Linked DNA regions of Rattus norvegicus: region 1 is linked to region 2. The links are chromatin contacts, called in public Hi-C maps. All regions are on one chromosome and are shown on one strand. Each heading gives the region's core, a stretch centred on a gene start, on an enhancer-like site or on the middle of the called end of the contact. The rest is flanking DNA. Distances are from core to core; before and after follow the strand shown.

Region 1 (4,214 bases), core at 835-3,334, 170 kb after region 2:
GCTCAGTGGTTAAGAGCACCAACTGCTCTCTTCCAGAGGTCCTGAGTTCAATTCCCAGCAACCACATGGTGGCTCACAACCATCTGTAATGGGATCAGATGTCCTCTTCTGGTGTGTCTGAAGACAGCTACAATGTACTTATATATAATAAATAAATCAATCTTTAAAAAAAAAGAAGTAAACACTCACACACATATATTTTTACTATTCTGAAAACACTTAAAACAAGTTTTTGGGGGGGGCTGGAGAGATGGCTCAGCTGTTAAGAGCACCTGACTGCTCTTCCAGAGGTCATGAGTTCAATTCCCAGCAATCACATGGTGGCTCACAACCATCTGTAAAGAGATCTGATGCCCTCTTCTGGTGTATCCGAAGACAGCTACAGTGTACTTATATATAATAAATGAATAAATCTTAAAAAAAAAAAAAAACAAGTTTGGGTTTTTTTTTTTTTTTTTTGAGACAGGGTCTTAATATGTAGTTGTTGCTGGCTTAGAACGAAGGAGACTGCTTGTCTCTGCAATCCAAGTGCTGGAATTAAAGTGGTACATTACCATGTCCCAATTCAACGTTTAAAATATTTTAGTGATACTTATGAGATTTAACCCAGGGTCTCATACAAGCAAGACAAAACTTTTAAAATGCATTTTGATTATTATGTGTATGTGTTGTTTGCAGGTGCCCATGGAAGCCAGAGGAACTAGAGTTACAGATGGCTGTGAGTTACCAGTTGTGTGAGTGCTGGGGACAGAACTGGTCCTCTGAAAAAGCAAGAAATGCTTATAACTACATAGACATCTCGATAGCCCTAGACAAGCATTTACTCCAGAACAGCGGTCCTCAACCTGTAGGTTGGGACCTCTTTGGGGGTTTACATTTCAGATATCCTGCCTATCAGGTATTACGATTCATAACAGTAGCAAAACTACAAAGTAGCAACAAAAGATAATTTTATAGTTGGAGATCACAACATGAGGAACTGTATTAAAGGGTTGCAGGATTAGGAAGGTTGAGAACCACTCCACCCCCAAGCCTTGTAGTGCTTTTCTATGTGTATGAGGGATTGGGGAATATGAGACGAGTCTCAACATTCATCTGAGCTGGCTGCAAATCAAGACAATTCTTCTGCCTCAGTAAAGAATTCTTCTGAGGGGTAAAGATTACAAGAAGGTAACTTTATGTATGTCTGCCCTGTTTTGTCCCCCACCCCCACCCCCTTTTAAGGTAACATAGTCCAGTCCAGGCTGCTCTGGAACTTGTTTTGGAGCCCAGGTGAACCTTGAATTCCCGATTCTCCTGCATCTAGCTCTCAGGTGCCAGGATTACAAGTGTACACCACATTTGGTCAAGTACTTCCTCTTCACCAGACCACTCTTTATTGCCTTTTAGTGGAGGTTATGCTCTGGAAAATCTCGGGGATTACAAATAACCAACTAAAATTTAAGTATTAGAGACAGAAGGCTGGGTAGGAATTATTCTAGTTTTCAGCTTTTCTCATAAGGAAGAGATAAAAGCTTTGCAGTGGGCTCCTAATCAACCCCACCATAAGAAGCACCCCGCCCTCAGCCCAGTGGCCTCACGATAATGTAGGCGTCCAGGATGGAACGGTAGAGAGCTAGGACGCGGGTGAGGTCCACAGCCAGTTGCCTTCTCTCCTCACACGAGAGGCCATGGGCTGAGACGCCCGGCATCCTGTGGCTTGACTGTCGGTGCAAGGAGGGAAGAGGTGAGGAGACACAAGGTCGGTACCACGAAAGCATGCAACCCAAGTCGGGCTCAATTCTGCAGGGTCAACGCAAAGCAAGAACTCCAAACCCTCCCGACAACACTTCCTCGGCAATCGCGTCCAATTACAAGTCTAAATAACGAAGCGCATTTGGCAAACGTCACGGTTTCCACTGGGCAAAGCCATTTGCGCAGACGCAGGGTCTCGATGACGTCACAGAAGCGCGCCCAGCACCAGCTTACTGCGAGGCGGTCAACTGCAGGTCCCGCCCTCCCTCCCGGAAGTGGGATCACCGTTCCGGCGCGCTCTGTTCCGCTTTCCGCGGCCCACCACCTTCGAGTTGTACCTCCACGGGGCCCGAGGGGCCGGGGAGCGCATCCCGCCCCCGCCCCCACCCACGCCGCCACCGCCGCCACCACCGTTGCCACTGCTCACTCACTCCGAGTCCCTGGCCTCGCTGCCTGAGGTGGGGGCGCTGCGGGCGCGTGTGCGCCGGCCGCCTTCCCGTTGCCGCCCGCGTTCTTGCCGTCCGGGCATACGTCGACGCGCGCCTGCATCCGGCTCCGGACGCTTGCGATTTTAGTGGGACCTAACTTGGAGGTAGGTATATAGGTGTTCGGGGATGGTTGGGGGACCGTCAACAGTGGCGGAGGTGTCCTGTCTGGATCCTCCTCCACTTAGATCCTCTGCTGTGTGGTGTCACAGGTTCTTATGTTGGGGCCAGGCAAGGTAGATCGCTCCTCCACGTGGAGCCTAGGGAGAGCGATACCTGGATTTGCTCTTCATTTTGTAGCACGTTGAGGATTCCTGGGTGATCCGGAGGACATCTCAGGACTGGCAAATGTTCTTAGAAGTTTCATTTCTCTGCTGTTTCAGTACGCATTTGTTTTGACTACGATAGAGTTCGATCTTTGTGGACCCCACACCCTTTTATCTCCAGCCTTAGCATCCTCACTTTATGTTATTGGTTTTCTTTGTGTGAGTGTTTTGTTTGTATTTATATATGTGTATCGTTTAATTGCCTGGGGCCTACAGAGATCAGAAAGCATCTAATTTTTCTGAAACTGGAGATACAGATGCTGTGAATTACTACTACCATGTGGGTGCTGGGAACCGAACTTCACATCTCTGCAAGACCAACAGGTTATAACTACTAAGTCATCTCTCCAGCCCCAGCATCTTTAGTTTTTAGAATGACACAGATCTGGAGAGGGGAAACAACCCTTTTAAGATCAACCTAAGGGTGAGTTGTGGGGGCTTCGTTAGTTATCCAGGCTTTGGGCTTGCAGAATTGGTCACTTAAGTCTTCCAGAATTGGTCTTCTTTTTCTCTCAGGCCTATGGTGCAAGTATCAGGATTACTTTTGCCCCCAAGGCTAATTGCAGATCTCCTCATGTTGAACTATGGGATTCCACAGAGAATGAGACTCTCATCCTTTTTCCATCAGTGAGCCACTCTTCCCAGCTTTCTCCCACCATCCACTGACCTCATGTCTACCATACTCCTGAATTTGGACTTTGGGGAACCTTCGAAAAAGGCATTTGGAGGAAATGCCAAACATCAACGTTTTGTCAAGAAGCGAAGGTTCTTGGAACAGAAAGGATTTCTGAGTAAAAAGAACCAACCCCCTAGCAAGGTGTCTAAATTAAACTCAGAACCTCCAAAGAAAGGGGAAACTTCAAGAGTAGATAGCATTTCGAAGATCCTTTCATGCCTAAAGAAGAAGAAAGAGGCAGCTGCCTCCAAGAGGGACTCAGAACAGTCCAAAGACAAGAAAGCATCATTGTCATGGCTGACCCCTGCTCCTTCAAAGAAGACTGATTCTGTTGTGGCTAAAATAGATTTGCTTGGGGAGTTTCAGAGTGCCCTTCCAAAGCCTAAGAGACGCACCCAGAAGAAGGGCTCTAAGAAGCCCTTGAAAAAGAAAATTGCTACAGAAAACTCCACCCAAACTCAGTCAAAGGATAAAGGCTCCAACAAGAAGCCCTTGAAGAAAAATGCTGTACAGAACTCCACCCAAGCTCAACCAGAGGATAAGTGCCCTAAAGTCCCTCAAAGCTTGCCAAGGAAGATGGTGGCAATAGACTGTGAAATGGTGGGCACGGGACCCAAGGGGCGTGTGAGTTCCTTGGCTCGCTGCAGCATCGTGAATTACAATGGAGATGTGCTTTATGATGAGTACATCCGCCCCCCCTGCTATATCGTGGACTACCGGACCAGGTGGAGTGGCATCCGGAAGTGCCACATGGTTAATGCTACCCCCTTTAAGACTGCTCGGAGTCAGGTGAGGAGCATGGGACAAGACGGAGAGAGGTCCAGAGAGGACTTTGAATAAGTAATATTCTGGGGAGGCGTCAAAGGATGGTAAAGGGAGGGAGAATAATGTCACATGATCAAGAAGGCTTCCTGTTGGAGTAAGGAATTGTTTTTGTGGATGCCATGACAAAATACTCAGCAAAGGAATTGAATGGATTTATTTGGGCTCGGA
Region 2 (3,938 bases), core at 179-2,678:
TTCTCTAGGTTTCTCGCTGGTGGAGCAGGCTGCCTGGGGAGGGTTTCCTCTTCTGGGAATGTCTGATAGGGCATGTTGGAGTGAAGTGGAGAAGCAGAAGCCAACCCTCTCACTTCACCCTTCACTGAGAAGAAAAAGGCAAACAACGGAGGTGGCGGGGATAAGATGGCAGGCTTTGGAAGAGCAGCAAAGGGTAGGCTGGTGGGTAGGAGGCCAGTCCACACCCATCTCACCCGTGCACACGTAGACACAGGTAAGGAACTGTACTATGGGGTGGAGTTGGGTTTGGGGAACAGCCTCCAACCCCCTACGCCCAGCATAGACAGGGGTTGAGAACTGACCCCTTATCCGGCCCTGCCTAAAGCTGAGCCTGGCTGAGCCTGGGAACCTCAACCAGCACATGCTGTTCCAATCTCCGGGGAGCAGGGGTCACTGTCCCCAGCTGGGGCAGCAGGCTCTACTAAAAATCCAAAACACGGAGTCACGAGTCCATGGCTAGCAGCTGGAAATAGGAATGCGAGGTGAGGGAGGCCTTGCTGGATGGAGTTTGGGTTCCTGGGGTCGAGGGCCCACACCATCTGCCTGGCCATGGGCCCGCATCATCCAGGAAAAACAAAAACAAAAAACCTCAGAGACTATAGGTGCCTGCGGCTGACCTCTCTCCTACAAGATGGGAAAGGACAGGCAAATCCAGTCCCTTCCCTGGGCAGGGATAGAGGAGCAACCCAACGAACACTGAACGGGGTCTTTATCCGGGAGACACGCTTTCCCTCAGTCTGTCCCTCAGGAGGAGACAGACAGGCAACTGCATTTTGTTAGTCCCTCCAGAAAGAAGAAACAGGGGGCGGGGAGGCGGCGGAGGGAAGACAAGGTTCAGGGTTAGTTTTCAGGGCTTCAGTACCACCAAGGTTCTACAACTCACAAACAGCACTCTGGAATCCTGGAGAGTTACAGACTGCCTTCCCCTGGGGAAGAGAACATTTTCCCAGGCCGTCCCAGTCCCAGTTCTAGCTCCTAATCCTCAGAGCTACGCAGCAGCTTTCTTTTCTACTTAGATGGGTCTCCCTCTCTCTCCCTCTCGCTCTCTCCTTTCTCTCCTCTCTTTTCACTTAGGCGGCTCTCTCTACTTAGATCTCTCTTTCCCCCCTCTCCCCTAACTCTCTCTCTGCCTCCTTTCTTCCTTCTCTTCTCTTCTCTACACTTAGACGGACCGCGACACACACACACACACACACACACACACACACACACACACACACACACACACACACACACACACACACACACACACACACACCCCTCCGGGCCCCCATCTCCCCTTTTCCGCTCCGCAGGTTTCACCCACCCCACCCCCTCGGCGGTCTCGGGCTCCAGAGCCCAGGGCGGGTCACTCACCTGCCTCGGAGCTCGCAGTTCGGAGGGGAATGGCGTGTGCACCGACGGGTCCCACTGCCCGACGGAGTCCGCTGCGCGGGCAGGAAGGGGGTGGGCCTCCGCCCGCGCCCAGGCAGGAAGTCCGCGCGGGGAGGCTGGAGCCGGGCCGGGTGGGGTCAGCCCTCCGCACGCCTGTCTGTGAAGTGGACCGGGAGAGCCGCCCAACCTGACAGGCTCTGGACCAGCCCCGGCCCCGGGTGTCGCGGTCCACCCGACGCCCCTCTTTCCTGCCCGGCGGCGCCCCCTGGCGGCCTTCAGGGGAGGGGCACCCTGCCTGCGCGATCAGATCATTGGGAGCTTTGCATGGGTTGAAGCATGATGCTGCTGTAAAGAAGCCAGAGCGGGGCTGGGGATTTAGCTCAGTGGTAGAGCGCTTACCTAGGAAGCGCAAGGCCCTGGGTTCGGTCCCCAGCTCCGAAAAAAAGAACAAAAAAAAAAAAAAAAAAAAAAAAGAAGCCAGAGCCAAAACTGAGCAGTTGTCTGTCAGCTTGCTCAGAAGCACTCAACGACCTACCACAGTCAGGGCGCAGAACAAAAACGACGTGCCTGGGGGCGTGTGGCTTAGGCTGCAAGCCCTAGATTGAATTCTAAACAGCAGGAACACCTTTATTTAAGAGTGGTTGACATATGATAAAAGTCTTACTTGGTTTGATGAATATTGTTCCAAAACTTCATCGTGACAAAATATACGCATTATAAAACTCATCCTTTCAACAAATGTTAGGAATACCGTTCAGTGGCATTAAGTACTTCACATGTACAATACTGTTGCTATTATCAGTTTCCAGAGCTTTCTCCTCACCCCAAACTGAAACTCTGTCCGCACCCCCTGGCTCTGCTAACCATTCTGAAGTCAGGCTATACCTCTGTTAGGGGTTTGACCTTCCACATCTAGCTTACTCCACTTAGCATGGTGTGTCATTGGTTTAGACAAATGTGTTCACCCCAATAAAAATGTCCCTCTCTGGGAATGGAGAAATGGCTGAGGGAGGGTTTTGGGGAGTGGTAAGTAAATGCACTTGTCACCAAACTTAAGTTTGATCCCAGGGACCCACATGATAGAGGGTGAGAATCAACTCCCCACACTTGTCATCTGCACCCTCAGCAGTGTCATCCACAGCAGTACATATCCCGCCTCTCAACATAAATATAGTATTTTAAACATTCATCTACACCCCTCGTTTACCTGCTTTACATTACAATGATGACCCAGATTCCATTCTCACCCCTAACCCAAATCCCATGAAAGTTTTTATTTGTTTTCTGTAGTTTTTTTCCCTAGAATTTCTGTATAAATGTCATCATAGAGTATGTACTCACATATGCCCATCTTCCTTCCCTTGCCATAAAGTTTCTGGGCCACTGGGTGTTCTCTACTACAGCAGGTGACAGCAGTGGGCTATTCAAGAACAGGATTGCTGTATCCTGACAGTTACTGATTCTTGGGTATTGTGGTTCCAAGTCGTTTGTGTATAATATTTACTAATATTGTGTATAATATTTGCTAATATATAATTAATAATATTATGATCCAGCCGAGAGACAGGCAATTCTATTTAACAGTTATTCTGATGGAGAAAGCTGTGTTGAGCTCAGGTGCAGTGGATGGCTACAATGTTTCAGTGAAGGAAATATCAAGTTGGACTTTGGTACCACTAAATATCCAGCAGGGGGCAGTAAACGCACAGCTTAAGGTCAGACGGCGTAAGACCTGCGCTCCATCGTGTTTGAAGCCTTGAAAATTACCTTATCCTTCTCATTTAAATGACCAAAGAGGGAGACCGAGGTGCAGAGAGAAAGTGAGACATGCACATGGCCCCACTTGTGCTCCATGCTCGTTTTCTGGGACTGCATTCTGCCCTAAGGTCCCCATCCCATTCCTGCTAAGAAACTTTAAACTTGGGCCCTAGAAATGAAGTTTCTTCTACTGTTTTGCTAAACAGTCACACAGACTGCCCGCTAAATACCCACTTACAATATTAGTAATTCCTCCAGCCTTCGTCAGAGAAGCTACTGGCCCCTCCTCCTCCCCACCAACTAAAGCAAGCTTTATTTAATATCATCCAGGAAGATGAACACTGGCCAGCTCCATTCCCAGGATTCCCAGAGAATGGTCTGGGGAAGCTTCGTATAGCAGCAGACAGGAGTGAACTAGAAACACATAACCAGCCAAAGTGCGGAGAGTTAGCGATGGTGAAGCATTGGTCCAACTGGGACAACTACAACATCCCCTGCAAGGCTGGGGAACCACTGCAGAAGGAGGGCAACAAGAATCCACAGCAAAAAGATGTCTTCTAGACATGACATGCTACTACTACACACATGAACTCAATGTATCCTAGGATCCCAGTCCTCCTAAGGGAATAGCGGACAATGAACACTCACTGAAGGAGAGGTATCATTATTGCCTGTGGTGTAGACATTGATAAGCTACCCCTGCCTCACTGAGTAACTTCCCATCCACACTCAGGCAAATAATTAACTAAATGCAGTGGGCCATGCAC

Evidence for each region. Hi-C and Micro-C count contacts between places; a contact is called where the count stands out from the background.
Region 1: a Hi-C map of Schwann cells shows a contact between it and region 2, with 9 times the contacts expected there. The contact joins the promoter of Isg20l2 here to the promoter of Pear1 in region 2. A contact is called at or near these places in 2 of 12 Hi-C or Micro-C datasets (the A7r5 cell line and Schwann cells).

The regions. Positions count from the first base shown.
Region 1 is chr2:175,692,554-175,696,767 of GRCr8, forward strand. It overlaps Isg20l2 (interferon stimulated exonuclease gene 20-like 2), which reads left to right and starts at 2,085. Exons shown (of 4, transcript NM_001007741.1): 1 at 2,085-2,326; 2 at 3,062-4,010. The coding sequence starts at 3,216. It overlaps Mettl25b (methyltransferase like 25B), which reads right to left and starts at 2,584. Exons shown (of 9, transcript NM_001014173.2): 1 at 2,166-2,584; 2 at 1,581-1,703. The coding sequence starts at 1,691.
Region 2 is chr2:175,523,894-175,527,831 of GRCr8, forward strand. Pear1 (platelet endothelial aggregation receptor 1) reads right to left here and starts at 1,429. Exons shown (of 25, transcript NM_001134959.1): 1 at 1,396-1,429. It overlaps LOC134485635 (a long non-coding RNA gene), which reads left to right. Exons shown (of 2, transcript XR_010063838.1): 2 at 1-2,135.